3 separate regions of the Sus scrofa genome follow, and regions 1 and 2 are each linked to region 3. Evidence: chromatin contacts called from public Hi-C and HiChIP or PLAC-seq data. All regions are on one chromosome and are shown on one strand. Each heading gives the region's core, a stretch centred on a gene start, on an enhancer-like site or on the middle of the called end of the contact. The rest is flanking DNA. Distances are from core to core; before and after follow the strand shown.

Evidence for each region. Hi-C and Micro-C count contacts between places; a contact is called where the count stands out from the background. HiChIP or PLAC-seq counts read pairs in DNA pulled down with a chosen protein or histone mark.
Region 1: an H3K27ac HiChIP or PLAC-seq map of alveolar macrophages shows a contact between it and region 3. The contact joins the enhancer-like site here to the promoter of GABBR1 in region 3. A contact is called at or near these places in 6 of 47 Hi-C or Micro-C datasets (epiblast stem cells, fetal skeletal muscle, liver and 3 more) and 2 of 2 datasets of contacts at active chromatin or transcription factors (alveolar macrophages and skeletal muscle).
Region 2: a contact with region 3 is called in a Hi-C map of alveolar macrophages, with 2.1 times the contacts expected there. The contact joins the promoter of TRIM15 here to the promoter of GABBR1 in region 3. A contact is called at or near these places in 1 of 5 promoter capture datasets (liver), 14 of 47 Hi-C or Micro-C datasets (alveolar macrophages, embryonic fibroblasts, epiblast stem cells and 9 more) and 2 of 2 datasets of contacts at active chromatin or transcription factors (alveolar macrophages and skeletal muscle).

Annotation. Positions count from the first base shown.
Region 1 is chr7:22,751,700-22,755,130 of Sscrofa11.1, forward strand. No RefSeq gene overlaps it. Among named protein-coding and RNA genes, the nearest start is that of TRIM26, 14 kb to the right of the region's middle. Within about 2 kb of position 1,667, at least 5 of the 83 cell types and tissues checked have an H3K27ac peak or open chromatin away from gene starts, as enhancers often do. A contact at or near this core is called in alveolar macrophages, where this site is marked.
Region 2 is chr7:22,729,833-22,733,269 of Sscrofa11.1, forward strand. TRIM15 (tripartite motif containing 15) reads left to right here and starts at 1,910. Exons shown (of 7, transcript NM_001123208.1): 1 at 1,910-2,278. The coding sequence starts at 1,910. It overlaps LOC110261490 (a long non-coding RNA gene), which reads right to left. Exons shown (of 5, transcript XR_002345605.1): 4 at 2,652-3,437; 5 at 2,143-2,271. It also overlaps a transcript of TRIM10 not described here.
Region 3 is chr7:22,575,287-22,578,464 of Sscrofa11.1, forward strand. It overlaps GABBR1 (gamma-aminobutyric acid type B receptor subunit 1), which reads right to left and starts at 1,827. Exons shown (of 14, transcript NM_001123114.1): 1 at 1,746-1,827; 2 at 855-1,058; 3 at 1-104. The coding sequence starts at 1,827.

The DNA.
Region 1 (3,431 bases), core at 417-2,916, 180 kb after region 3:
AACATATCACATAGCATAACAAGAGATGTTCCCACTGCTTTTATCCTTCAGGAAATTCCAAAGGTATAGGGAATTGTTGAACCAGAAATTATGCACAAAAGTCAAATATATATGAGAAATATATCTCAATGACCAAACATCTACTTCTTACAAATCACAATATCACAAATGTGATGGGCCTGTTACAGTGCTTGGCATTTAGTAAGCAGTTAATGTTGAAGATGGTGTTGGGGCAGATTCCCTTAGAATGAGCTCCTGGAGGGAAGCTCAGTGAATGATGTCTCAGATGACAAGTCCAAGTCAGAATCATACTGGTGTAAGCATCTTAAATGGGCACCAAAAAGAATGTATTTAGAAGTAAGAAAACCCTGGGAGTTCCCGTCGTGGCGCAGTGGTTAACGAATCCAACTAGGAACCATGAGGTTGCGGGTTCGGCCCCTGCCCTTGCTCAGTGGGTTAAGGATCCAGCGTTGCCGTGAGCTGTGATGTAGGTGCAGACGCGGCTCGGATCCTGCGTTGCTGTGGCTCTGGTGTAGGCCGGTGGCTACAGCTCCGATTGGACCCCTAGCCTGGGAACCTCCATATGCCACAGGAGCGGCCCAAGAAATGGCAAAAAGACCAAAAAAAAAAAAAAGTAAGAAAACCCTCACTTATCTATTCTTTTTCTCATATGTGATGGAGAAACCTGGGGCAAAGTTGAAAACCTGGGATAAGTCCAGTCAAGCACTCTAGGGCAAACATGACGGAGGTGGCAGAACCAGAATCTCAGATACTCAGAACCACAGGTGAAGGAAGAAGTGGAGCCAGGAGCGGCCTCTGGTCACAGCCTCTCTAGGGCTGGATGTGCCCTGACTTCAAAAAAAGTGTAGCTTCATTGCCTGGATGTCGGAGTAGGGAATTAAAAAAAAGAAAGAAAGAAAGAAGGAGTTCCCATCATGGCACAGGGGAAACGAATCCGACTAAGAACCATGAGGTTGCGGGTTCCATCCCTGGCCTCACTCAGTGGGTTAAGAATCAAGACATTGCCATGAACTGTGGTGTAGGTGGCAGACGTGGCTCTCAGATCTGATGTTGCTGTGTTGTAGGCTGGCAGTTGCAGCTCCAATTGGACCCCTAGTCTGGGAACCTCCACATACTGCAGATGCGGCTCTAAAAAAGCAAAAACAAGAAAGGAGGGAAGGAAGGAAGGAAGGAAGGAAGGAAGGAAGGAAGGAAATATATTCTAATTCACGGAAGAACAAAAACCTAAACTAATGAGAATTGCTGTGTAGATTATCTTTAATTTGGGACTAGGGGGCTATCACCAGTGAAGAGTATCTTGGTAAATTCTCTCCCTCCCATCCCCATTAGAAAGAAGACTTAAGAGCTAATTATCCTCATCATGACAATAAAGCCATTACCATCCCCTCACAGCAGTCTCTTTGTATAGGGATTCTGAGACTGAGTGAGTGGCCCAAAGAACCAAGCAGAAATAACAATGAATGCACAAGTCAAGGTGCCCACCCTGCAGATGTAAAGGCCTGCTATTCCGGTCTTGGCTCAGTCAATGACTTTGACCTTTGGAAAATCACCCCCATTTGCGTGCTGCTTCTACCCCCTGAGCATCAGCTTGTTCCTCATAGAAAAGGGGACCAACTTTGGGTACTTCCTTCTAGTCTCTTGGGAAAGCAATGACCTCATACCTTTGGGCTCAGGGAAAACCATGAGCTCTAGAAACAGGAAGACCCTGATTCATATCCTGACTCACATGTTAGTTGTGTGATCTTTGGGAGGTTTACTTAATCTCCTTGAGCTTCCAGATTCCTGGTTTGAAAACTGGGGACAAGAACCCATCTTAGGATACTGTTATCAAAAATAAATAAGGGCGTTCCTGCCATGGTGCAGTGGCATAATTCGTTTCTGCCAGGCACGCTGTGAGTCAAGTGGTCAGTCTGAATTTTTTTTTTCAGTTTCACAAGAAAACAGACCAGTACACTGACATGCTCAAGGAATTTTGTTTTTACTCTTTAAATCCTGAGTGGCTGTGACAGTCCAGGCTGTGGTGGCTGGAATGGGACACCTCCTCTGCTCTAGACTCAGGACTCAGATCCTAGCCTGGGAACTTCCATATGCTGCAGGTGCAGCCATAAAAAGACAAAGAAAAGGAAAAAAAGGTAGTTCCCTGGTGGCCTAGCAGTTAAGGATTAAACATTGTCACTGCTGTGGTGCCAGTTCAATTCCTGGCCCTGGGAATTTCCACATGCCATGGGTGTGGCCAAAACTCCAAGAAAACCCAAAGCAAACAAACCAAAAAACACATGAAAAAATGACCCCTTTCCACAAGGGAAGATACTACCTGGAGAAGTGCCACCCTAAGAACGTCAATTACAGAACAGTCTGAAGGAGACTAAAAATCAGTATTTTTCGGAGTTCCTGTCATGGCTCAGTGGTAACGAATCCAACTAGTACCCATGAGGACGTGAGTTCGATCCCTGGCTTTGCTCAGTGGGTTAAAGATCCGGCATTGCCATGAGCTGTGGTGTAGGTTGCAGACGCGGCTTGGATCCTGCGTTGCTGTGGCTCTGGCATAGGCCAGCATCTACAGCTCTGATTCGACCCCTAGCCTGGGAACCTCCATATGCCGAGGGTGTGGCCCTAGAAAGAAAAAAAAAAGAAAAGAAAAGTAATTTAGCACAAATCTCTGCTGAGAGAGCTCCTAACATTTCCCTCCCAGGAAGAGGGCAGTCAATCCAGCAGGAAAGGGGCGGAGGCAGGAGGCAGCCATAAGCAGAGACAGATAAACATGTGAGAAGCTTAAGGAAGCACTAATTCCATAGGACAACAATAACCGTGACTAAGTGGATGCATACTAAAGTGTGTATGAGATTGTTTTTCAGACATCAAAACTTGGAGGAAAACCAGTACAGGAAGTAAGAGTAATCATAGTTTGGCCTCATGACCAGCTGTAACTCCCTTGGACACAGACATGATAATGAACATAGTCAGCAATCAGCCAACCGATGTCAGGTGTCTACCTTGAAGGGAGGGAAAGGATGGGACGTGCGGGTGAGCGTGGCAGGTGTGCGGGTGAGCCTGGTGGGTGGTATGGGGAGGAACAGAGCTCATCTTCCTTCTCCACAGTGGAAAATTAGAGGACCATGCCCCAAACTCATGTTATTTACAAAAAATGAAGGTGAACACCAAAATAAAAAGAACGAACGGGGACATGAGGGAGCGGAACGAGGCAGGGTTCTGTTCTCTCTGCAGTGATAAGCATTATAGATCTGCTTGACCATATGGGCAGGTGCAGTTCATAAAAAACAACTTAAAATGTGAATATAAAAAGTTTCAAATTTCAAAGAATCTGTTGAATAAATCTAGCTGTCAACTTTCTGTACTAAGATGGCATCACACTTTTTTTTTTTTTTTCCCTTCTTTTCAGCCACACTTGT
Region 2 (3,437 bases), core at 660-3,159, 150 kb after region 3:
GGAACGCCCTGGTGGCCATATTTTAAAAGTAAAAGGTGAAATTAACTAATATTTAGCCCACAATTATCAGCATGTAATCAGTAGAGCAAAAGGGTCACAAGACATGTTACGTTCTCTTCTTCCTCTTCTTCTTTTTTGTTTTTTAGGGCCACACCTGTGGCAAATGGAAGTTTCCAGGCTAGGGGTCGAATCAGAGCTGCAGCTGCAGGCCTACGCCACAGTCACAGCAACTCGGGGTCTGAGCCACATCTTCGACCTACACCACAGCTCACAGCAACAATGGATCCTTAACCTACTTAGCAAGGCCAGGAATCGAACCTGCAACCTCATGGTTCCTAGTCGGATTTATTTCCACTGCACCACGGCAGGAACTCCACTTTGTATGTATTTATTTTTATTTTTTTGCATTTTTTAGGGTCACACTTGTAGCATATGGAAGTTCCCAGGCTAGGGGTGGAATCAGAGCTATAGCTGCTGGCCTACACCACAGCCACAGCAACACCAGATCCTTAACCCATTGAGCGAGGCCAGGGATCAAACCCATATCCTCGTGGATACTAACTGGGTTCCTTACCACTGAGCCACAACAAGAACTCCTTTTTTTTTTTCCCCTACATTCTTTTTAATTGGTGCTAAATCTTTGAAGTCAGGGCATATTTTACACATCTCAGTTTGGACTGGCCACATCTCAAATACTCAGCAGCCTCATGTAGTTAGAGCTCTTGTGCTGGACAGTGCAGCTCCTTGTTGGGGGCAGAGGTATAGGAGGTGGGGGAAGGGAAGGTGACATACAAAATAGCTGGAGTGGGAAGGGAGCGAAATGGGGTGGGGCACCGATCATCCAGAGGAGAATTGGAATGAGTTTTCCTTGGTTTTATCCACAGATGCAGGTGAGTGGATGAAGCACCCTGGCTGTTTGCTCATTCTCTTGGCTCAGAGTTCAGGAAGGGCACAGAGCTGGAAGCCTGGAGACCCGCATGGACCCCAGCCTTGCAGCTTTCTAGCTCTGTGACCTTGGGGAAGTCACTTTACCTTTCAGTTTACATTTCCTGTACTCATCACCTGCCCGCAAGGGTTGTTATCAGATTGGATGTAATAATATGAAAACACTAAGCCTTAGATAAATGTGGTTGAACCTGTCTCTCTTTTCAATTGTTTTCTAAATTGTATCAACACGAATGGTTTGTATTATGCTTTCTTGCCTTCTCCCTCCTGCAGTTAAAACTAAAATTGAAGTTCAGAGTTATCCATCCTTCAGTGGGGACCCTGGTGCTGGGAGACGGTGGGGATGGGAGAGACCAGCCCAAGCTGAGGAGGTGAGAAGGGAAGGCGGCCAGAGGAGGGGGCCCTGGTGAGCAATCTTCACTTGCCCCCCAGAATGGAACAGACTTTCCTGGAAGTCAGCACCTCCCACTCCGGCTGGACTTTGCCGCTGCCGTGTGCACACCTCAAAGCCCGAAGTTTATGGCTCTCACCTGCTCAGTCGGACAGGAAGCAGCAGATCCTCCCCAACTCCCCTTGACCCCACTGTGATCAAGGTAGGGGTTCCAGGAAACCCCCTCTCCCTGTGACTTCATGGCATGCTCTCCTCCCCACCCCAGGGGCTGGAAGGACCAGAAGGAGAGGAGAACCGGGCGGACAGGGGCCCCTGTTGGGAAATGCTGGGTAATTCGAGATGCCCTGGAGTTTGGACTCGCTCAGCTGATAGGTGGTGGCGGGGACTCTGGGAAGCACAAGAGGTGGAGTCAGGCGTCTGTCTGTCCAGACACTCCTGTCCTCCTCGCTCTCCATTCCCGCCTTCCCCTCGCTTGGCCTCCTATTCCTTTCCCTCCGTGACTCAATTTCAGGGAAAGAGAATTCGCGTGGGATCAGGGCAGAGACCAGAGTGAACGGGCCGGGCGGCACCGGGATGCCCTTGACCCCCTCCCACAAAGGGGCCGTCTGTTCGGACTGCCAAGGGCGACTGGAGGATGCGGTGACCGCCGCCTGCGGACACACCTTCTGCCGGCTCTGCCTCCCCCTGCCCCCCCAGATGGGGGCCCAGCCCTCCAGCAGGGTCCTGCTCTGTCCAGTCTGCCAGGAGAAGGAGCAGACAGAGCCCGTCCTAGTCCCCGTGCCCCTGGGCCCTCTGGGGGAGACTTACTGCGAGGAGCATGGCGAGAAGATCTACTTCTTCTGCGAGAATGATGCCGAGTTCCTCTGTGTCTTCTGCCGGGAGGGTCCCTCCCACCAGGCCCACGCCGTGGGCTTCCTGGATGAAGCCATCCAGCCCTACCGGGTAAGAGGTATGGGGTCAGCGTGGGGCCCATTGGAGCAGGACAGTGTCCCGCGGTGGGGGGTGGGGAGGGAACAGGGCAGGGGGAGGGGGAGGGGGTTGCGTGAAAGGGCTACGGGCATCCACTTCCAGGGACCCCCAGGCTGCTGGGACCCAGACTGAGGGGCACGCAGTTCCACGTGGATGTGTGGTCATCTGCAGCCTTAGGGGGAACATCAGCTCCTGCCGAGAGGACCCCATGGTGATGGAACCCAGAGAATTGTAGCCGTGCCTTCACGCTAGGGAAGGAGAAGAGGGCGGGAGGCCCCCTCCTCAGCTTCTGGGCAGTGTGGCCGGGGCCTCCCGGATCCAGATTGGATATGAGATTTAGCCAGACCTTGACTGCTGGGGCTCAGAGAGGAGAGAGAGTCCAAGAAGGCTTCCTCCAAGCAGAGCTCTTGTTTTTGAGAGCAGGAGGTGTGGCAGATACTAGCCCATCTGGTCTTGGGGACATTATCATTCCGTCTGCCTCTCAGATCTCTTGCTTGTCACCCAGGCTCCAGCTCTGGAAATGGCCTCCTCAGAAGCTTGGCTCATCTTTCCCTCTGCATCATCTCCACAACCGCCACCCCCAAATCCAGGCTGCCCACCTGTCATCCAGGCTCCAGCCTATGCTCCCCTTTCCGGTCACCTGCCAAGCTTCCCAAATCACACACCCCATCATGTCCCTCCCCTTCCATAATCCGCCCCTGGATCCCTAGGGCCCAAAGAAAGCCTGTGACTTTAGCAAGGCTTCAAGGCCACCTGCAGGCAGGATCCTGCCTTCTTGTCCAGTCTCATGGCTCAGCTGCCGGCCCCTGGCACCATATGTCCAGTGCCAGACTGGCCATTGGTACCTGCTGTTTGCTGAATTAACTTCCTTTCTTGCTTCTAATGCTTTTACCATGTAGCTCCTTCCTTTTGCAAAGCTCTCCTTTCCTCTCATTCTTTTTTTTTTTTTAACCATTTTTACTATTTGTTAGTGTACAGTTCAGAGACATTAAATACTCTCCTACCCCTCTCGTACCCAACTGGAAATTTATCTTTCAAGGCTCACTGTAACCGGTTTCTGCTTCTTTTTTTTTTTTTTTTTTTTTTTTTTCCTTTTTTGGGTGCCCTGAGGCATATGGAGTTCCCAGGCTAG
Region 3 (3,178 bases), core at 577-3,076:
ACACCGGAAATCCACCCGGGCTCCGTCCAGAGCTGGGAGGTCCCCACCCGTCAGGAAAACCTTCCCATTTTCCAGGGTCAAGTAAGACTTGGAGCAGATTCGGACTGTGGAGACAGGAAAATAAAGAGAGAGGCTAGTTGGAGAAGATTCCTTCCCCTTAGAGAGCAAAGAGGGGATTCAGATTTGGGTTTGGGTCCACAGGAAATCAAGTGTAAAAAGGATTCACTTCTCTAGCTTCCTCTCTTCTCAAAACCCTGTAAGCATCCACCACACAATCAAAAAAAAAAAAAAAAAAAAGGAAAGCAAGCTAGCATTTCCATCATAGGAACCCAAGATGGAGCTATAAGCACATAAAATGGGATCTCTTCAAAGTCAGGTACAGTGGGTGGTTCTCTGGCTTTGAGATGTGTGGATGTATGTAACTTTAGATGCACAATCAGATTTGCCTTATTATAGTTGGCTTATAGTCATGTTAAAAACTGGGTGTTATTGGCGGCATAGGGTCTCTGCGTTGGAGACAGATATTAAAAAATGTGATGAAATCATTTTAGGATGTTTCTGCATAATCTGTCACTAATAATCCTCAAAGAGATCAATTCACAAGATGAATAGCCAAGTTATTTTCTCAAATAGTGGCCTACTGAAGGGAGGATGAAATGAAGTGTGCAGGCTGCTAACTTTACAGCCTTCAACGGCACACAGCAAAGTCCCTGTACATAGTGGTCTTTCAGCACATATACTGGTAAATTTCACTACACTGGATTTAAAGTGCTGACTTGCAGGCAATAAAGCTAAGTTTGAGGCAGGAAGAAGAACTGGCTTGAAGAGGGGAGGGGCTTTGCGAGGCTACTCACCACAGCGGCTGGGTGTGTCCATATCTGTCCAGGAGCCGTTGGCCAGGCACTTGCGGACCTTGGGCCCCACCACCTCGCGCTCCCCCCGGCACACATACTCAATCTCATAGTCCACGGGCAGGAAGTTGATCGCCTTCACCTGGTCCCGAGTCAGGCCCCTGTACCTGATGCCCCCTTCCCAGGGCGGGTGTATGATCTGGCAACCTGCGTCCAGGGGAAGGCGGAGAGAGAGGGAAGGTGGGGGAAAGGAAAAGGCGGAGTCAGCAGCCGGAGGCAGCGGGGGGCGCAGGGCGAGGTCAGTGGGCAGGTGGAGGACAGAGGGGATGGGATGGGGTGTTGGAGGGTGGGAGTGGGGGTGGGTACTGGAACCCTGGGCTAAAGGACAAAGCAAAATGAGCCAGGGCTAAGGCTCATCAGAGCGCCCACAAGTGGGAATAGAAGGGTGCTGGTTGGGATAATGGAGAAAAGTAATTAAGAAATCGTGAACAGATAGACTATGCGAGTGAACTTGTAAGACAGGCTAAAGGAGAATCTCAGCAGAATAAGGAGGAAAGGAGAGGGGGTCTTCTAATGCCACCTGGGCAGCAATGTGGAAGGAGGGAAAAGGCGGAACTGAGGTAGCAATGTGGGGCCAGGGAAGAGGGATGGGGTTGAGGAAATAACGTGGTGTCACAGAGAGGTGGCCTGGTAGAGTAATGGGGGGGCAGAGAAAAGGCGTGCTGGGTAATGACGGGGGGGTGATGGAAAGGAGGTCAGGAGTAGTAAAGTGGGGCCGAGCAGACGGGCTGGCCAGGCCGGGATGCCATGTAGGGCCGACCGGATAGCAGAGCGGATGCAAGGAAAGGGGGAGTGGGGTGGTGGGGTGCCCGAGGTCGCTGGAGAAGGGTGCACCTTCTGAGGTGGCGTTGGGGGTCTGCGCCCCGCCCGCGCCCGGGGGGCGGAGGAAGAGCGGCGCCAGCAGCAGCAGCAGCATCTGAGTGAGAGGCGGCCGTGAGGACGGGACCGAGCCCCGCCAGTGCCGGTCCGGACCCGGGAGGCGGCCCGGCCTCCCTCCGGGCCGCCTCCCGGGCTCCGACCCGGCTCAGCCGGGGGACTGGAGAGCGCCCCGCGGAGGAGGCGGGGGCGGAGCCCGGCGCGGGTGGGGGAGAGGAGGAGAGAGAGCCTGTCCCCACCCTCCTCCTGCCTCCCTCGGCCCCCCCACCCTCCCGGGACTCCACCTCTCACCACCTCCTCTCCCCCGGCCCCCGCGGCTCGCCCGAGCCCGGCTTCCCCACGCTCCCGGGCTCGGCCGCCTCGCCGCTCCCGGTTCCTTCCCCGCCGCTCCCCCGGCCTCCGGCTCTCGGCTCGGCCCTCCCGCGCGCCCCTCTCCGGCCCCGAGCCCCCCGGCCCTGGCTCTTACCTCGGCGCGCCGGCCCAGCTCCCCGGCTCTCCCGGGCCTCAAGGCCCCAGGCCCGGCCGCTCCTCCCCGCTCCCCCCCTCCTCTCTCCTCCACCTTTCCCCTCCTCCCGGCCCTCCTCCCCGCGAATCCGGGCTCCTGCCCGGCCAGGGTCTCCCCCTCCTCTCTCGCCTCCCCCAAACCCCACCCCCGTCTCTCCTTCCCCGGGGCGGCGGCGGCCGCGGGAGCGGGGAGCCGGGAGGGAAGGAGGCGGCGCCGGGGACCGGGAAGAGCTCCCGGGCGGAGGGAAGAAGGAGGGTGCAGGAGGAGACGGGGCGGGGGGAAGCGAGGGGGAGACCGGGGAGAGGGCACCTCCCACAACCCGAGCCCCGGGAGCCGCCCCGGATCGCAGCCCCGCCCTGGACCGCCCACAGCGCCGGGGGGCGGGCGGCGGAGGAGCGGGGCTCCGAGGCCTGAGAGAGGGACACCCGTGCACGAGCACACGCGCGGGGACCCGCGGGCTAGACGACTGGAAGCTGGGGTGGGGGCGAGGGAGCCCGAGCCAAAGGCCAAGGAGCTGACGCTGAGACGGGGAATCTGGGATGCAGGTGGAGAAAGACGGCTGCACAAAGAGGAAGGAGCCTGGTTCGGGGTGAGATGAGAGACTGAGGCCGAAGGCCGGATGAGAAGGAGATGAGGTGGGAGAGAAAGGAGAAGCCAGGGTCAGACAGGGGAGGGGGTGAAGGCCCGGAGCCACCTCAGCGCGACAGGAGTTGGATGGGGAAGAGACAGCTGGTGACCAGAGAGCTCTGCTACTCGCCTGCTTGGGGGAGGGAACGAGGAGAGAGGATTGGAAGCAAAAGACGAGAAGAGGAGCATCAAGGAGAGAAATTAAAGTAGGAGGGGAGGAGAAGAAAGAAAGAAAGCAATGAGCAAAAAGAGCCTCCAA